2 separate regions of the Gadus morhua genome follow, and region 2 is linked to region 1. A link is a contact called in public Hi-C data. All regions are on one chromosome and are shown on one strand. Each heading gives the region's core, a stretch centred on a gene start, on an enhancer-like site or on the middle of the called end of the contact. The rest is flanking DNA. Distances are from core to core; before and after follow the strand shown.

Evidence for each region. A called contact is a pair of places that touch in the nucleus more often than the background predicts.
Region 2: a Hi-C map of gonad shows a contact between it and region 1, with 4 times the contacts expected there. The contact joins the promoter of LOC115535710 here to the promoter of rpl15 in region 1. A contact is called at or near these places in 3 of 6 Hi-C or Micro-C datasets (blood, gonad and heart).

The regions. Positions count from the first base shown.
Region 1 is chr22:10,591,794-10,597,276 of gadMor3.0, forward strand. rpl15 (ribosomal protein L15) reads left to right here and starts at 3,037. Exons shown (of 4, transcript XM_030346426.1): 1 at 3,037-3,072; 2 at 3,775-3,956; 3 at 4,052-4,188; 4 at 5,276-5,483. The coding sequence starts at 3,785. It overlaps nkiras1 (NFKB inhibitor interacting Ras-like 1), which reads right to left and starts at 2,683. Exons shown (of 4, transcript XM_030346428.1): 1 at 2,555-2,683; 2 at 2,209-2,309; 3 at 1,708-1,949; 4 at 1-724. The coding sequence starts at 2,302. The coding sequence ends at 482.
Region 2 is chr22:10,790,621-10,796,103 of gadMor3.0, forward strand. LOC115535710 (dolichyl-diphosphooligosaccharide--protein glycosyltransferase subunit STT3B) reads right to left here and starts at 2,197. Exons shown (of 16, transcript XM_030347132.1): 1 at 1,938-2,197. The coding sequence starts at 2,197.

The DNA.
Region 1 (5,483 bases), core at 1,787-4,286:
TCGGGACACAACGCATTTACATCACACAGTACCGTTTAGCTTTTTCACATTGCTAGACACGTCAGGAATGTGGGTTTATTAAAGTGCTAAAAAATAAATTAGTTAAAAAATAAATATCATCTATCCATAGATGGTAGTTCTAACGTTAGGAAGGCTACCGTCTGTACGTTGCTACCCATTTCAACAGAAGTCTACCCAACAGGCTAAGAAATGCAGGAGTGCAACTAACGCCGAGGTCAACGGTATAACCGATCCCACACCATTGATCAAAGCCTGACACCACCGCCTTCCATGTTAAATTAAAAAGGGTGGCTCGCGACACAACGGACGAGTCGGGACCAACTCTACCGCGTCTCACGAGACCAAGCTCAAGGGGGGGGGGGGGGGGGGGGATGGAGTGTCGGGCGAGAGGGGTGGAGTGCCAGGCGGGGTGGGGGTGGGGGTGGTGGGGGGGGTGAGTGACGGGGCCGTTCCCGGGGGTTCAGAGGTCGTTGGACGGCGTGCCCTTGCTCTTGCGGCCGGGCAGGGGGAAGGCGGACTTGCTCTGCGGCTGCGTGAGGCGGCTGGTGAGCGTGGTGAAGGGCTCGATGAGGGAGCCGCGCTCCGCCACGCTCACCTCCCACAGCTTCACCTTCTCGCCGCGCGCCCACTGCTGCGCCGCCTCGGGGTCCACCTGCCGCTGCTCCCGCAGGTCCGTCTTGTTGCCCAGGACGATGACCGCCACCTGCGGGCGGCACATGGTAAGTGGACTGCATTTGTATGGCGCTTTTATCCAGAGTGCTTTACAACATGGCCTGACTTTCACCCATTCACGCACCGACGGCGGAGTCCACCGTGCAAGGCGACAGCCAGCTCGTCTGAAAGCAGTTCGGGTTAGGTTTCTCGCTCAGGGACACCTCGACACTCAGCTAGGAGGAGGAGCCGGGGATCGAACCAGCAACCTTCCGGTTACCAGCCAACCCGCTCTAACTCCTGAGCTACTGCCGCCCACGGCAGCACAACGACAAGCACAACGGGGGTCGGGGGAAATGCTGAATCGTGTCTGCCGATGCTTGCGGAATGGAGAAGTGGCTCAAGTTGGCATGCCTACCAGTGTTTGGCAGTAGCTTGTGTTGCGCTTACCGATTGAGATCAATCTGACGTTTTAGAACATTATCGCTGGACGTCATCCAGAGCATCTAACAGTGTATCTAAAGGTATGTAAGGAGCAGGTAGGGGTAAGGGGCTAGGGGTCATCCTGGTCAAGGAAACCTACAGGTAGACTGCAGACATAAGGGTGCTAAACCAGAACTCTTCAAACACCCAAGCCTGGAGACTATTCAGCGCCCCCTTATTTTGACCCAAAACCTGCTCACTTGTTATGGATAACATTAAAATATAGCGTTAAAGCTTTATGTAACAACAGGGAATATGATTTCATTACCAATCTTTAATTGAGATAAGGATCAGGGAAAGATACAATTTAAGTTGTACATGAATTATATATTAAATCAATCAAAAGAACACATCATATGTGACTATTTAGCAGACACTTTTATCTAAACAGACTTAAGTCTGAATTAAAAAACAGGTTGTTGGGCAGCAGGTAGTGACTTCCCTGTCCTGTTCAATGGAATACATATTTAGTTCCAGATCACAATATCAACATTGTATATAAATACATAACCATTGATAATAGCGGTTATCAATGACTGGAACGGTGCCCACCTCTTTCTTATCTCTGGACTTGTCGATTTCCTTCTTCAGTATGTCGACCTTCTTGAAGGACTCCAGGCTGTCCACGCTGTAGACGAGCACGAAGCCGTCCGCCACCAGGTAGTAGTGCTTGGGGAGGTCCAGTTCGTCCTGCAGGCCCCGGGTGTCGTACAGCCTTAGCTGTTCCTTCACCCCGCGGTCCGTCTCCACCGAGGCCACGTACACATCCTCCTGGGTTCCACTGGTTTCAGACCCTGACAGACCAAAGCCAACAACAAGAGCCATCAACAACCAAACCTGTCAACTGACAGCAGCCCATAACTCTCTGACCCTACTGAACTGTTCACATGTGGTTATAATTAAATGTTAAACATTGGAACTGAGGAGCTTTCTTACACATAATGATAGCTTACAATATCGTGCAACTATTGACCTACATTCCCTTTAAGCCATGCCATCGAGCATCTAATGGTTGGGTTTTCCCCTTACCTCCAAACTAGGTGACCTACTCACCGACAGTGTGGTTTCCGTACAGTAACTGCTCCAGGATAGCAGTCTTTCCAACAGAAGCCTGGCCGCAGACAACAACTTTACAGCCCTTCCCCATTTCGACTCTACAAGGCAACATATCAGAGTAAGCTTACAAGCCGAAAGTAAAGTACACACCATCAGACACATTGTACAAACCAGCTTTGCAGTAACAATATTTGGTAGCAAAATTTAACACGAACCCTAATAAAATCTTAGCAACGTAGCTACTCAATCCAGACGATTATGTACGCCTCGAAAACATACGCTACTGACATTGCCAGCAGTGAATCATGGTACACGGGTCAAAGTGTAAAGTACAGTTACCTACCTAGTCCAGGTTAACGCTGTCAGATTTCAGCACAGACATCTCGACCTGGAGCATCCTTTCTTCAGTGTGTGGGGTCGCTGTTATTGGCAAGTTCGGGTACCTCACTGCGCATGTGCAAACACGGAATAATCTGCACGCACGTCCGAACTAAATTTAATTGAAATTAGATAGCAGAAAGAGGTCACCATCTGTCAATCAATATTATCAGTCCAGGCTCTACTCTTAACATTAATCTATTTCGCATGGTGGTGTCAAGTGTGTTTTTGACTAACAATGTATTAAAAGTAATACGTTTTACAAAATAGAGAGACATTATATAGTGTGTAAATGTAGTATGTTACAGCGTGTTAGAGTAAACCCATTCTGAATCAAAACCTAAATTAAATTAAATCTCCGGAAACGCTAAACAAATCCAGGACTACATTTCCCGTGATCCTTCAACCGGAAATACGCAGCCGACGTTTTCATAAAGCATGCTGGGTATTTTTTCTCTCTCTTTCCGGCTGGTACGCCATCATGTAAGCTATATTTCCAATGCTTTAATACAACACAATCTATTAAAATCTACGATATTGGACCTACATCGTTCTGTCAAATTTAGTACACTCGTTTATCAGACTTCAGTTTTCAATATGCTGCAATTATTTTAGAAGTTTTGTCATTTTAGACTGTGATTAAAGCCCTGGTTCTGTTGGGTACTATAGGCGCTTGGCTGTCTTGCTATTCATCCTGCTGTCCGGTTAGCTGCTGTATTGTAGTTAACGTTTGGCATTTCTTTCTGAAATTATTGCTTGGCATGTCCTGGTTGAATTGTTATGTCCATAGAGTATATAACGATATGGTGGTTAACGAATGCATCTAGCGAAGCAGAGTAATTGTTTATTCTGTTAGCCAAGCTAAGGTTAGCGTGTGAATAAAAATGCTTTAGCATGAAACTCCCTCATCGGAAGCAATTAAACATTCAATCTGAACTGTTGTATTTACTAACCTCGCATTTAGTATTGCTGATTTATTAATTGCTAGCCTAATACTTGGTCACACTAGTATAGTTAATAGTAAACATGTATCTAATGCATGCCTATATTTGAAGAGAAACGCTATTTACGTGAGCAAGGGATTGTCCAAGTGTCACTAGTCATTTATTTCCAAGGATGAATTGCCTGCAATGGGTCCAGTTTGACAATGTCGTGTAGTCTTCTAAAATGTATATCTTCCCACAGATAAATCAAGATGGGAGCATATAAGTATATGCAGGAGTTGTGGCGCAAGAAGCAGTCTGATGTACTTCGCTTCCTCCTCCGTGTGAGATGCTGGCAGTATCGCCAGTTGTCCAACCTCCATCGTGCTCCTAGGCCCACCAGACCCGACAAGGCTCGTAGACTGGGCTACAAGGCCAAGCAGGGTAGGTCCCAAGCCACATGGGTCGGTCATGGAAGTCTAACCACCAATAAACTCACCATGTGAATACCAACTCCTTTTGTTGTTGTTGTTGTTTAGGGTACGTCATCTACCGTATTCGCCTCCGCCGTGGTGGTCGCAAACGCCCCGTGCCCAAGGGTGCCACCTATGGCAAGCCTGTGCATCATGGTGTCAACCAGATCAAGTTCGCCCGCAGTCTGCAGTCTGTTGCTGAGGTGAGTTTGTGATCATCTCTTGGAAGAAATGTAGGCTCTTTGGGATTCACTCCTCGAAAGGTTTTGAGTGGGAAGGTGCCGGCCGTCATTGATGGATGATGGTAATGGAATTTGTTGGTGAGAAACTGAATGGGTTTAGTTTTTTGGTTTTGATGCCTGGGTATGGTCTGCAAATCTGGACTTTAAAGTCCATGGCTGCTCCACTGCTTTGGTAGCAGGACCTTGTACTACCTGAAAACAAACCAGTTTTAGTGGTGCATTTGATCTTTGTATTTGTAGTGGTTCGAAATGAACTCTGAATGCTCTCAACATTTGAATAGTCATTGTGCTGAACTGCAGATTACAGTACCTCTCCTAAAGTGACAGTACAGACAATCGCAACTGAAACCCAATGTACTGGCCGGTTCTGTATTACTGGCTGTTCTTGTCCTAGACTTTGTTGGCACATGATGTTTTGTCGATCAGTGCTCTCAACTTGCATCCAGTATATCAATAGCTTCCCATCTCACTTTGGTCAAACATTTAGGTGTAGAGCCAGGCCTGTGATGTGTTCATCAAGCTAGTCCTTGAAGCTTCACATTTCTTTATTGACAAACATTTGATTTGTTACTGAGCTATTCGATTTAAGTGTGCATTGGCAACACTTGGGATGCAAAGCTTGATATTCAGTCCTGGTCTGAAGTGTGACAGTCAAATCAAGGTAGTGTAGCCGGCCAAATGACATGGATGTAGTCCCAAGAGCAGGCGCATGGGCCAGTTAAGACATCTCTTATGTTTTTCTATATATACTCTACTGTGACCTCTGGCTGACTTTGGTCAAAAGATGTGACTAATCAGCTCCAATTATTGTGAAAGAGTTTAAAGTATTTTATTATCATAACCTGTGCCGTTTTTACTAACAGTTCAGTTGAACCATCCGACCTATCATTATTTTCGGGGGATTTAAATACAGCAATAAGACTTTCTAAAAATGTTGTTACAAACATGGTGAAAAATTAAAGTTGGACCATGTATTATGGAGGTTCATGTGTACGCTGTTCAAACTGTCCTGTCGCATGGAGCTAACGTGTGATGTTTGGTCCACTAGGAGCGTGCTGGACGTCACTGTGGCGGCCTGAGGGTCCTGAACAGCTACTGGGTGGGCGAGGACTCCACCTACAAGTTCTTCGAGGTCATCCTCATCGACACCTTCCACAAGGCCATCCGCCGCAACCCAGACACCCAATGGATCACAAAGGCCGTGCACAAGCACAGGGAGATGCGTGGCCTGACCTCCGCAGGCAAGAAGAGCCGCG
Region 2 (5,483 bases), core at 947-3,446, 200 kb after region 1:
GCATCCTCCCTCGCCGACACCTCGCTATCCCATAATGACCTCTGATAACCCGAGCTGACGACAGGGCAGCCACAGGGAGGAAAATACTTAGGGCCAACTATCAACCCTCTGTGGGTTTGTGGGATGGAATTTCACCCTCGATGCCTCCGAGAGAAAACTAACTTTGATTGGAAATATATTGTGGTCCAAGAGCAAAGAGAGACGCCTCCGCAAAGGACAGATAGTATATATAGTGCCTATGCTCTGTTGTTGACCAAGTATACTTCTTGGACTCATCCTCAGCTCCCGAACTTGAGAAAAGCTTTTTGGCCCGGGGGGGGAAGTAGGAGGTAGTCAGCAGCCCCCACAATTTTGTTCCTACATCAGAAATCAATACACTTTGTTTTTTCCCCATTATGCACAAAAGAAAAGAGTCCCATTTTCTGTGCTACTACTCATTAAACAGAGCAGAGCAGTTAAAGCAACAAAGCATGCCACTAGAGAATAACACAAGACACACATCCTCAAATCAGGTGAAAACATCTGCAATATTTGTGAAAAAAAGTCAGGGCGGTGACATTTCAATCTTGAAAAAGCCAGTTTCAATCCAATTCAAACTGCCTGGTTGTTTAATTCAACACTCCCCCGTCATTAATTAGCAGATAATTTGATGGGCTGACATGAGTCACAAATAATGGCGCCTTGAGCATTCGCAAGTTCGGTGACTGTGACAAAAATAATCACTGGGGTCCGAGTGGGACTGCAGGATCCCAGTTTAAACCACACAGAAACTTAGCTTACTTAACCACACTTGATCTAATAAACATTATATACCTCAACATCTGAGAGTTTCTCTTTCATTCTGAATCACCCGTTTTGCATTTATGAAAAGCAGTATCTGGTCCTCTCCTCCCTGACAAAAAAATGGACACGACAAGAGACTTCAACAGACTCCATACATACAGGCCTACTCCATACATATAAGCAAAAGAGAGATGGGCCAGGATTGTGATTGTAACGACGCTTTGAAAACAAAGCCTCTCCTGGGACCTACCAGCATGCTTGAATGTTGGTGGATGAACAAAGTCATAGAATAACAACAAACTTAAATCAGCAACATAAATTAGATTGGGAAATCTACCCTTTCTTATCCCCAAAATAGAAATAATGCCAACATGTTCTTCAATGAAGAACTTCTTCCATTGACATGAGCAGCATCTGTGTGACTCTTCACAAGGCTGCACATTGAGGTCATCTAGCGCTATATAGTCATAAACATGCAAATCTCTCGTCCTTCGATCCTTTCCCGAATGTCCAAGTATCTTTAATGCTGTTCGATGTGCAACTGACATAAAATAAAACTAATGAGATTGAGCATCTGTCGTTGCAAATTATTAATGAATGCATCAGCAGTAATGCATTTTACAATTGGGGGGGGGGGGGACTAAACTGAAACAGAGCAATACTAGAAGGCTTTTCGTATTCCTCAAATCCGAGAGGAAATAATCCTAGATAGCGATGACAGAGCAGACTGGAACGGGTTAAATGTCCAGATTATAATCCGCCTTTGTCATAAAAACACGCCTCCTGCACCGGCTGCAAATTGTAGAAGGACAGCCAAACGGGTTCCAGCTAAACAAGCTAAATTGGGGTGCCTGGCAAAGTTATCAAAAAGTTGCATTTACCCAAACGACCAAGTGCTTTTGTGTTCAACTCCTTAGAAAGTTAAGAGTTGAAAGTTAAGAGTGGAGAACTAACGTTAACAACTCCGTGTTCGGGCGAAGCAAGGCGATGGACATCATGTCATTCAGGTCATCATCCTTGTCGATGGTATTAGCAACTTAACGTTAGTACTTAAATGCCTGCAACATCCATTATTGCTGGCTAAACCAAAGTAGCATACTCGCAAAACATGTTATTATCCTAGCAATAAAGGCTGAGTTTGCCGGCTTTCTTACCATGGATCAAACTCGTGGATGATGCTCTCGAACCGGATCACTGCGAAAAGTCTTGAGCTGAATCCGGCCACCCAGGCCAGGAAAAGGATGGTAAACGAGAGTAAAGATTGCCATCCCGCTGGCTGTGTCAGACCACCGGATAGGCCTCCTTTACCTCCTCCTCCGCCCATGGTGCTGGGTCTGCTGTTGCCGTGGACTAAGCCCCCGGCATTCGTGGACACTTTGTGCTTGCCATCGCCGGCTGTGTGGTGCTCCGCCATTTCTGTTCGGTGCGTGCAGTGTCAGGATTCTCCGGAGCTCACCCTCTGCCACGCGCTCCCTCGCTTCAACTACGCTCCGCCAAACGCCTCAGTTCAGGTCCGATTTATTTTTACAACCGTCTAAACAATATTAAGTCACGACGTAAACCCGAGTTGCTACTGCGAGAACCAGGCGTTACATCCCAAATGCGGACTCATGCTCCAGATACTGAATGAGAACGAAACGCTGAACCCACTGCCGGACCGAATGCCGGTGGAGAGTGATGAGATGGGCGGGACAATAGCAAACCCTGCCAGCCTCTTACAGAACGACAGGTACTTTGGGGCGGAGCCAACGGCGATTGCCGAGCCGTCGAGCTCCACTGGCCAATCCAGAAGCACGGAAGAGCAGACAGACAAAAGAGATAACCAATAGAATCAAACAAAACGATGTCTGAAATCGACTGAAGGATAATCCACCGTGTTTTGTGTACGAAATTGAGTTGTTCCGCATCTGACTATGAATAAGGCACTTGGGTTTTAAAGTTGCTTTGCATGCATGGAATAATCAACTCTCACACACATGAGAGCAATATCGGATATAGGACAAGATGTAAACCAGACATCAATAATAAAATCAATGTTTTTTTCAGAAAGATGGTAAACCCTTAAAACCAAAAAGAGACTGTGTGTGTGTGTGTGTGTGTGTGTGTGTGTGTGTGTGTGTGTGTGTGTGTGTGTGTGTGTGTGTGTGTGTGTGTGTGTGTGTGTGTGTGTGTGCGCAATATTTCTGTTGCCCTTGGATGTTCATTACTCAGACACAAGCTGTAATAGAGATTGATGCATCTCATCATTTTTAGTCCCCCGGCTAAGCCACACCACAGGATTCATCATGCCATTGACAAGCTTTGCGTTCTATCAAGGTATGGACATGTGATGGCTGAGATCTTCTTTCCTGTCTGTCTGTCTGTCTGTCTGTCTGTCTGTCTGTCTGTCTGTCTGTCTGTCTGTCTGTCTCTCGTTCTCTCTATATATTTATCTTGCTTGATGTGTATACATTTGGGATGTGGGAGTAAAAAGTTAAGAAAATCTATCGGTTGGTCTGTCTGTATGTCTGTCTCTGTCTCTGTCTCTGTCTCTCTCTCTCTCGCTCAAATATCCAAAAAGACAAAAATTGCACAAGAAAATATGTATGTGCATCGATCGATAATTCCTGTTAGGCCTACCTAATAGGGAATTGGGGGTATTGTGTACCGTTGAGGTACAAGCTATGGATCAGAGAGACTAGGAAGATAGAATGCAGAATGAAGACTGCAGAGATTACAGAAAGATAGCAGCCTAGGAAGCCTGAGAACGGGTTGGAGGTCAGGGTGTAGAAGAAGCAGTTGGGAGGGGACAAGAGAATTATTTGGGCTTTGCACGAGTAGTGCTTTCACCATGAACACGCATGGGTCAAGGAAATCCAAAGAAGAACACATTGCTCACAAATGAAATACAGAAACACAACACATACAAAGACACATGTAAAGGCACACACACACACACACACACACACACACACACACACACACACATATGCTTTCAGACACACACACACACACACACTTATACACTTCACACAAAAACACACACACACACACACACATGCTTTTAGACACACACACACACACACACAATGAACAAGGAGGAACCATCTGCACAGGTTCCCATATTTCAAACCTACCCACACATGCATACAAACCACATGGTTCAGTTCAATCTCCTAAATACACACATGAACACAGACACTCACAAACACGCCCACAACTCGCCTCTCATTCATCAAGGCCTCTCTTTGCCTCAGTGAGCCCTCCCCCTCCCTCCAACCCCCCCGGCCCGAATCCTAATACATTGACCTTTGAGGCAAATGGAAATTCAGGCCGTAAAGATTGTGTCTATCGCATCTATTGTCAAAGGGCCATAGCCTTTTAACAATGGAACGCAAAGGAAATCTGATCTATTGCAGAGTGGGCAGGGCTATGTTATACTCCAGAGCAAATGGGGCTGCTTTATGCTCTTCTACACAGTGAGCGGGCCACTCTGGCATGTGGAGAAAGCGGAGCTGCTCTATTCTATACTTCCTATAGCATGTTGCTGTGCTTGTCTGTAAGCTTGTGTGTCTGTATATGTTTTGTGTGTGTGTGTGTGTGTGTGTGTGTGTGTGTGTGTGTGTGTGTGTGTGTGTGTGTGTGTGTCTTGAAGGGCCTAGTGGTTAATGACAGAACCAAGTACTGTTTCTTTCGTCTACATGGATGTTTTATTGAGAATGATGAAGTGTGTGACCTGGTATAAAGACAATCATCTCTCCCCCCCCCCCCCCCCCCACTCCAAGCTGTATGCTGAGCAGCTTCACCACAGGAAGCACAGTCTTAAATCCACCGCTCAAGCGTGTGTGCTCTCATACAAGTGCGCCCTTGGAGCAACTGTATGGATGAAAGTATGCATATCTGACGGAACGGAAGCAATTCACAATCCCATGTTGTAGATGGAACTCCCATTTCCAGGCAGGAAGAGGGCTGGTTGTAAAACAGGATTGATTGAGTGATCGCTGGTTAAGAAGGCTGACTGGGTGGAACTCGCGGCTAAATGGATGGATGAATGCATTTATGCATTAATTGATTTCAAACCACTCATGCACAACAGTGTTTTCTTACACTATCATCCCCAGAGCAGAACTGCAAATACATTTTATTCCGAGCTCAGGAAAGCAAAGAAAAGAACGAGATGAGGCGTAAATCCACCTCATTGATGCTCAACCACAATGTCTCTTTAATGGGGTAAACCTGCTCCATTGTTGTCACAGGTATTCACCCACACCCGCAACCGCACCCCCACACACACACACACACACACACACACACACACACACACACACACACACACACACACACACAAACCATTTGGGGCAATACATTAGTGTTTATGTCTGTACCATCAACAACAGGCAGCGCAGAATGCATGACTTATCTCCGTATAGAATGCTTTGAAGACCAGACCCCAGAGGAGCGTGTTAGTGATCCCCGGCTAAGTGATGCCAAGGATGATTAACCACTGCCTGTGGGGGGTGCCGGGGAATAAACTGACGCACAGAAAAGGATCTGCATTATAAACCACTAAGGACCTCAATGAGGCGTGTGATCCTACTCTTACAAACTATTTATTTGTATAATCGCTGCGCAGACCGTGATCGCAATGCTACAATGGCAACGCTACATTTGAACGTGTCAGAAAAACCAATGCAATAGAATTTCCCGCCCTAATCGGGAAT